2 separate regions of the Gossypium hirsutum genome follow, and region 2 is linked to region 1. Evidence: chromatin contacts called from public Hi-C data. All regions are on one chromosome and are shown on one strand. Each heading gives the region's core, a stretch centred on a gene start, on an enhancer-like site or on the middle of the called end of the contact. The rest is flanking DNA. Distances are from core to core; before and after follow the strand shown. Region 1 holds the start of LOC107923340 (protein IQ-DOMAIN 1). Region 2 has its middle 19 kb from the start of LOC107938546.

Evidence for each region. Hi-C and Micro-C count contacts between places; a contact is called where the count stands out from the background.
Region 2: a Hi-C map of leaf shows a contact between it and region 1, with 2.3 times the contacts expected there. The contact joins the enhancer-like site here to the promoter of LOC107923340 in region 1. A contact is called at or near these places in 4 of 34 Hi-C or Micro-C datasets (callus, leaf and petal).

The regions. Positions count from the first base shown.
Region 1 is chrA12:82,701,612-82,706,073 of Gossypium_hirsutum_v2.1, reverse strand. LOC107923340 (protein IQ-DOMAIN 1) reads left to right here and starts at 2,788. Exons shown (of 5, transcript XM_041082851.1): 1 at 2,788-3,203; 2 at 3,283-3,555; 3 at 3,647-3,886; 4 at 3,980-4,145; 5 at 4,196-4,462. The coding sequence starts at 3,117.
Region 2 is chrA12:82,809,339-82,813,990 of Gossypium_hirsutum_v2.1, reverse strand. No RefSeq gene overlaps it. Among protein-coding and RNA genes, the nearest start is that of LOC107938546, 19 kb to the left of the region's middle. Within about 2 kb of position 2,965, at least 1 of the 9 cell types and tissues checked has an H3K27ac peak or open chromatin away from gene starts, as enhancers often do. A contact at or near this core is called in leaf, where this site is marked.

The DNA.
Region 1 (4,462 bases), core at 1,539-4,038:
ACTCTAACATTGAACCACATATCAACAATTTTTGCTTAAAAACCTTCTCTTTTGTTTATCCAAAGCAAGCCAATTTTGTGAAATGGTTAGAAAATACAAACTCGCTCTCAAAAAAATAATTTAGATGAACCCAACATTTCACACATTAATTAAAGATGTTTATCTTATTTTTACGTCATGGGATTGAATCACATAAATCGTCTACTAATGATATATATAAGACAGTAGACAGTGGTGTGTAAGTTATATATAATATTAGGTAATACATTGCATTCAAGTACCTATTCCCCAGTCAGCAATTGGTTACTAAGAGAAGAGCTGTGACCCTCCCAACTTTGCAGTTTATGTCTGTGTAGTAGGCAGCCAGTTCATAACTACAAGCCCTACCATAAAAGAGTGTTGGTTTAGGTCAAATAAATAATTGATTAAATTTATTAGAGAAAAAAAAAAACAAACGATCTTTCACTCCATGGGAATGTTTTCTTGAGCTCCTTTAAATATTTCATATTAGCTGTATGTAAATCTGGCTGCTTCTTCTTCTTCCCCTGATTTAATTATTATTACTTACATCTCTGAAAGACTTTGACTGGTCTTTGACATAAAATCAAAAATGTTTGGGGGTATGTTTTATAGATTCAATACCTGACTGACTCTGAGACTCACTGAGACTATGTGAAGGTACATTTTCCCAACTCCCTCAAGTCCTTTTTGGACCACTTGATTTACTACTTTTTCATCATCTTCTGATTCAAATGTCACTTTCAATTTAAAATCAATGGAAGGAAATAGGACCACCGTGCTCCATAATCCACCTGATATTTTTTTTCCCACTGCTTTGATCATTAGTTATTAGTCACTATTCATCAGCTCCTACCACGTGACACCACGAGAGGTGTCCAGTTTATATCAATTTTTTAAGAACCTAAAGGAAAAAGGGGTAAAGGACAATACCAGAACAAAAGCTTCCACTTTTATTTTAGAGTAGCTATCAGCTTAATGAATTCTTAATAAAGATGAATATATTTTTTTTAGATTTTTTTTTGCATTAAATCAATTAATTTTACCTAATTCTCAAGTAGAGTCGAATCATACATTTAAACAGAACAAAACTTTCTTAATATAATTTTTTTGTCTTAATTTTAATATCGTTTTTAGTATTTTTTCTACTTAATTCTTTTAATTATCTATAACTCATTCACACCCTAAAATCAAAAGATAATAAGCACAAAAGTATACTTAAACTCATGCTTTATATGTTACAATAACAACAACTTTAATATATAAACTTAACAATTAGATATATTTTAATCACTAAATTTAAAAAATATAAAAGTTTAATATTGTAATCATACCATATTATAAATTGAAAATATCATAATTTTAAAATGTCGCATTATCCATTCTTATCAAAATCTAACATCATATATAAAAATGGACTTAGTTAATATACAAATGCCAAAATTCAATCTTATGTGTCAAAATTTAAATAAACCCAAACATCTTTTTTCTACATTTATATTATCTAAACCGATATTTTATTTGAAAGTGATTATTTTTTTATTAAAAAAACTTTGTTTTGAAAAAAAAAAGAAAAGAAAAAAAGGAGACTTTAGCCATTGGTTGATGTGCAAAACTCAACGTGGGTTTCCCTTTTTTTCTTTTCATGGCCTTTGCCTTTCAACGTTTCTCGATATCTCACCTCGTCCACAGCACGTCCACTACTCTCTGTTCCTCATGTTCCCTTTAATTTAGTATTAAACTTTATTATTTATTATTACCCCCCAAAAGAAAACCTCATAACACAAAATACCCTTTCGGTATTTAAGTTTAGTTTTATATTAAATTTCATGTATAATTTTGTATTAAGATAAAATGATGCCATGTGATTTAATAAATATTTGATACATATGTTTTGTTAAGAAAATATAAATTCTTAATTAGCATAAAAAGAGTTTAGATGTCAAATTAAATATTAAAGTTAAATTTGGGTACTTAATTAGATAAAAAAAACTTAAGTATTAAATTGAAAAAATTTAGGTACCAAAATGAGCATTAAAACCAAACTCAAGTACCAAATTAAGATAAAAAATTAACATGTCAAATTAAACATTTAAACTAAACTCAAATATCAAATAATTTTCATTTAAGTCACTGAGTTGTTAAATACGATGCTATATCGCTTTTTCTGTTCACACTACTTGCATTAATCGAAAGCTCTCTTTTCCTTTCTCTTCTATAATTCTTTTTTTTTATGAAACAATTTTGGACGTTAAGAATTTGCGAACCAAAATTCAAACAGCTTTTTTCTCCAATCTTCGACACTGACCGTTAGATTGACGGATCTAAAGGTATTTTCTTCGATTCTTAGATAAATACTGATCCATTATACCAATCATTAAACTGCAGCTTGAAACTCTCTGGCGGAACTTTAAAAAAAAATATTAACAACTCAGTAACTTAAATGAAAACTTTTAAGTAATTTAATGACCAAATTGTAGCTTTCTTTTATTAAGTTACCAAAACAAAAAGTTATTCATAATTTAGTGACTAATGTTGTGGTTTACCTTTTTTTTTCTTTATTGCATATAAATTATGGAAGTAGTTACTTTTACAAATTTAATATATACAAATTGATAAACTCTTGATTTTGAAGTGAATAATAAATAAGAATATTAAATTAAACTAACTTCTCAAAAATAAAAATAAAATTCTGGAAAGTTAAAATAAAAGACCAATTTTTAAAATTTCGTAAAATAAGAATACAAAATTCAGAATTAAACCTATAAAATTCAATAACATTGAAAAAAAAATGTTAACGTACTACACTCTGACACCACCACCATCGATGTCTCAATGTGCTCGAAAGTTCACCCAAGCTTGGATATATTGAAATCTAAGCTGTTCACTTTCGTTGTTTTCCCTTTCATTGTATCTCTCTCTTGAGGAAATATATATATCATTAAATTATCTTGTCCTGTATGTCTTTCTCTGGCAATTTAACAAGAATCCATATTACAATCAGAATCTTTTTTATCTTCACAGTGTTGGTGTCTTGGCTCCTTCTTCAAAGCTTCTTTTAGCTGTAAATGCAGCTTGGTTTAACCCTATCCTTTTGAATGGGGAAGAAAGGAGGGACTTCATGGTTGACTGCTGTGAAAAGGGCTTTTAGATCTCCTACTAAAGATACCCATGATGATGAAAAGGTAAGTGTTTCAATCTATTTTAATGGCTGTTTATGAATATAAAAAGAAAAGCCTTTGATTTTTTATTTTTTTTATATAGAAGAGAGATAAACGGAGGTGGATCTTTAGGAAACAAGATACAAGTCCTGTGAAGAGTGTAGGTAATAATGGTGGTGGTGGTGGTGGTGCAAGTACGGCAGCAGCGGAGAAAAGGCATGCTATTGCTGTGGCGGTGGCTAAAGCAGCGGAAGCTGAAGCTGCGGTGGCGACTGCAGAAGCAGCTTTACAAGCTGCTCGGTTGACTAAACCTAGTTATGGCAGGAAACATCACTTTGCTGCTATTGTTATTCAGACAGCTTTTAGAGGCTACCTGGTAAGAAAAAAATTTTGCCTTTGAAAATTGTTGTTTTTTGCATGAGAAAAAATGGGGGTTTAGTGTTGATTTTGTGGTGGTGATAATGAAGGCCAGGAGAGCTCTACGTGCGTTAAAAGGGCTAGTGAAGTTACAAGCTTTAGTGAGAGGTCACAACGTGAGAAAGCAAGCCAAGATGACGCTTCGTTGCATGCAAGCACTGGTTAAAGTTCAGTCTCGTGTTTTAGACCAAAGAATGAGGCTCTCGCACGATGGTTGCAGCCGGAAATCAGCATTTAGCGACACCTGGGAATCACGGTATCTTCAAGATATATCGGATAGAAGATCATTAGTAAGTGTTTTAAGCCTTTTGTTTATGACTTTATGTGTGGTTTAAAGATTCAGCTTCTTATTTGCCTTGTCTTTATGTCTGTGTGTGTTCTAGTCGAGAGGAGGAAGTAGCATAGCAGATGATTGGGACGAAAGGCCACACACAGTTGAAGAAGTGAAAGCTATGTTACAACATAGGAAAGAAGCTGCTTTGAAACGTGAAAAGAGCTTGTCACAAGCACTGTCACAACAGGTTCATGTTCTGTCTTTAACCATGTCTTGTTGTATCATATTGTAATGATTCATATAAACCAATTTGACCGTAAAATAGATGAGGAGAGCTCGAAGGAGTCCATCAATGGGGGACAAGATGAGTGGCTTGATCGTTGGATGCCTGCTAAACCATGGGATAACAGAGGAAGAGCTTCAATGGATCAAAGAGATAATGTCAAAACTGTTGAAATGGACACTTCACAGCCTTATTCATATGTAGCACCAAATTATAGAAGAACAAATTCAAACCATTATCACCAAAGGCCTAGTTCACCTCTCCATAGGGCTCAACACAATGCACAAGCTTTCCACCCTTCTCCAATTA
Region 2 (4,652 bases), core at 1,716-4,215, 110 kb before region 1:
TATTAAAGAAATCTGGTTGACCTCAACCTCCAGTAAAAAAATGCATTGAAAGTTCGAAAATAATGCATTGAAAAATTTGATTGACCTCAACCTCCCATAAAAAAATGATCAAAACTTGGTTGCATTCAAAAAAATCGAAAAAAATTACAAATTAAGATTTACTCAAATGGAGTAGTTCGAGTTTTGATTATGAATCGAATTGAATTTTACAATTTAAATATACGATGGTGTAAATACGATGCTTGTAAATATCGAATTAAGTAATTATTAACTTTACATCTCAAAAAAATTGTAAAAAACTAAAGAATATATAAGAAAAAACTTAAAAAATATAAAAAAATTTAAACACCTACACAATGCTAAAACCTAAATCCGCAAAATCCTAACCATAATCCTAATCCTAGTTTAAAAAAATTCTAACCCTAAAAAAATAGATAAGAAGGAAAATGTTTTCAGCTAGAGGTGTTATCGTTATTTTAACTTAATCTCGTAAATTTTCAAAAAATAAAAACAGTTTAATCCAATAATTAAAAAAAAAAGAGAGAGGGTATTTTCAGTAATTTCCTCCAAAAAGAACACAAAATAGTGAGACTTGGGAAATGCAAAAATCATGAAATCAGTTTGAAACCATTTAAGGAAAGTCAAAAATGAAATCATTATTATAATTATAGCTTTTCAACATATTCGTCTTTTTCTTAATGAAAGGTGAAAACCAGTTTAGATTAAGAACAAACATACTTCTACCTTCTTCTTTTTTTAATATTTAACAAAAAAACAAAAAAAAAAACATTTTAGAATAATTATAGAAAGATGTTTAACTTTAGTTAAAAATAAAAAAAAAATTGTTATGTCAACAATTTGTTAAAGGATTAACGAAAATTTTAATCACAATGACTAATTCGAATAATTAATTTAATTAAAGTGACTAAATTAAAAAAAATATTTTAAAGTGATTAAAATAAAAATAACACCATTTTAAAATGATCTACCATGTAATTTATCCTAAAAGAAAAACACCACATCATCATTTGAAGTAAAATAATTATTGATGTTAATTGTTTAAAATTAATTAATATTATAAAATTAATTAATTAAATTTTAATTTTAAGTATAATAAAACAACCAAAGGTTTAATTTAAAAATAATGATGGAAGTAATTAAATTTTCATGGCGATATTATCAATGTTTTTGGAATTAGATTATAGGTGAAATTGTCATACTATAGATTTTTGTTTCGATCAGTTTATTTTCGAAACAAATAAATATTAAAAATTTTAAAGAAAATAAAATAAAATTATAAAAAAATATAAAATCCAAATCAATTAGTTTTTTAATTCAATCCGTGCACCATGTTTTTTGTTACTCTCTAAAATAATTTCTGATCCGATTCAAACTTACCAACTTAGCTTCAAAATTTTAATCCATCTGATTCAATCATTTCTTCTTTCTATCTCTTCCGTTGACTACCACCATTCACTAAAATAAAGAAACGAAAAAAAATATTATACTCTCTACCATCTTCTTCCTCATATCACTGCCGCCATTGTTTCTCTTACTCATTTTCTTATTCCTCGCCATCAAAACCCTCGCTTGAAAATTGATCAACGATCCCGATTACCACCGGTGTCTCCTAGGCTCAAGAAACAATCTGCGTATGCCCCTTGGTTCCGTCAGTTCATCGTCGCCATTGCTCAGGTACAACATTACTAGCTTGCTTATAATGTTTCGTTATTCTTTGCCTCTTTACAATTTGATTTGGGAGGCTAAAGCTAAGTTCCCTCCTCTTTTAATGTTGCTTGCTAAAATGGGCTTGCTTGCTTTTCCAATCAAAACCAAGCTTTGTCGTTTGATCTGGAGATAGATTTCTATGAGTGTGGTGTGAGAGTGAAATCTTATAATACATCAAAAACAAATATTTTCACTGATGGATTTCTGAATAATAGCATAACATTTCTGTAAAATCTGCTTATGGAAAGTAAATCAAAGATTGCCCATTTTCTGCTTTTCTGTTTTCTTAAAAAAATTATATTCTTATTTATAAATAAGGAAGAGTTATAAGTTGTTCTAAATATTATATCAAAATATATATAATTAAAATTTAAAATGATATAATAAATTATGAGTATATCGTTGTTGATTTTAATAATATATATTTGAAGTTTGTGTGTCTAATGGAGAACTTGATTTATTAGATATAAAGGTTGATTGGAAACAGATTTTTTCACCGGCGGGTAATCCAGCTCGTTAATGCATTTTCGGGCGACGGTTTTGATGGCATGAGAAGATCAGGCGAGAGAAACAATGGTAGCAATCATATTGAATTGAGAACTTTTTTTAAAAGTTATCAAAATAATACAGTTTTTATTTTAGAGTAATTATGGGGTAGTTTATTTTTTTTTAAATTTTTATTAAGAGTGTTTTTAATAAAAAATCCATATAAATGTTTTAATAAAAATTTTATCCGTATAAATTATTTGAAATTAACTAATAATAGTATAAAATTAGAGAGACCAAATTAAAGAACAAAAATTAAGTCTCCACGACCAAAACAGAATTTAACCTTTAAATCTTAGAACTTGTAGGCAACCTTAAATCTAAAAGTATTTATTCATGGAGTGATAAGAAATTTAATATTAAGACCTCGTATCTGAATCTTATGAATAAAAAAATACTGCTAGAGCTTTACCTTTCCTCCTCAGTTTAGGGTGAGTTTGGATGGATGGTGCGTTTACTTGCGGTTAATGTAAAAACAGTGGTGGTGAGATTAGATACTGTAGCAATACTATAATATGAGACAAAAAGTAAGTTAAACGTACCGTACCGCACCGCCGCTCCCAACGAAGCCTTAGTCAGAGTCCAATATAATTATTAGATACTATGAGATCTTTGTTAAAAAAATTGTAAGGGTTGGGCCAAATAAAGGCCATAAAAAATCTGCTTCAAAACAAACTGAATGGACCAATTATGACAGGCTCTGGGCCTCTGGCTGCCGATCCAACAAAAGCACAAATTGGCAACAACCTTGTCCATGATCTTATCAAATACGATGTTATTTTATTAGAGGTTTTTTGGGATATTGAAGTTTGATAATTTTTTTTAAAGTAATATTTTTTTAATTTTATATTTATATTAAAAAAAGTTATATATTTTAATTAGGGATGAAAGAAGGGGTGGCAGGTCTTGACCCCTAACATGGGAAATTGCTTCTTAGGCTTCCAAAATTTTTAAAATCTTAAGTAAATATATGATAAAATTATAGTTTGACCCAAAAATGTTAGACTTTCAATTTAGCCATTTGGAAGTCGTAAAAATATAAGTCAATAAAATAGTGAATTTGCATTTTAGCTATTATAAAAATATATAATTTAATCTCAACCCCCTAAAAAAATTCCTGCTTCGATCCTGATTTAAGTATCCAAAAATATTAAATTTTTAGTGTTTAATTCAAGTTTTAGAGTTGATTTGATGAAAGTTAATTGCTAATATTATTATGTTTGAATTTTTCATGATTACATTAATGAAATAAATTTAGTGTTAATTGTAAATTTATTTAATTTGTTAAATACAATATGATTTAAATTAAGTTTTAGAGTTAATGTGATGAAAGATAATTGCTAATATTATTAGCTATTATGAATTTCTATTAAAACAATTCTAAAACTTGAATTAAACAGTAAAAGTTTAATATAACTTTTATTAAATACATATACCATATTGGAACAAATATCACACGTATGAGAACAAAACCTGAAAAATGTACAATATTTTACAACAGAAGTAATCCTTACAATCTTTACATTAACATTTACCTTAATAATGACAAATATGACAAGACCATAGCCTCGAATATAGCTAAAAAGAAACTGTTAAAGACCTTGTAATGAAACGATAATGACAACATAAGTCTTTTTATAAACAATGTTTCATTGATTAAAAAATAAATAAATAAAAGTAAAACTCCAAAAGAAAGTGAGATACTGGTTCTTCACCCCTTTCCTCTATTCAACACATTGAAATGAAATAATTAAATTACTAAAGCAAAATTATATTAAACAAATAAAAATTTCTTTGCCCAAAATTATATTAAACCTCAATATTACAAATGGTGCATGAAAGTTCTTTGAAATTGGATGTCATTCTATTCAATTGGGATAAAAATAAAAGGGTAAGTTATATTAACAGTCACCTAGATTTCATTTCAGTCATTCGACTTTTGAAAAGTGACAAAACAATTAGTAACGTTATAAAAAATGACAAAATCGTCACTGATTAACAGTTTCTGTTAGTGTGTTAATAGGACCGCTGATGTGGCAAGTTAACTTGCCACGTTGGTGAAGCAGCTGATGAGTCTTCGTTTGGGGTAGGTTTAGGGAAAAATTGAAGGGTTATGTTGGTTTAGGGTAAAAAATTAGAAATAGATTCTGATTAAAGGGATTTGGGAAAAAAAAGAAAATCGATTTGGGAAAAGTTTGGTTGTGATTTGGGTTGGTTTGGGTTTGAAACTGATTTGGGAATCGATTAAGAAGGTTGGTTTAGGGTTAGAAATCGATTCTGTTAGAATTAAATGACCTGAATTCTTATTTAAATAAAATAAAAGTAAAATTAATATAGAACTACACTTCTTTTATTTTATTTTAGAATAAGGTTTTTTA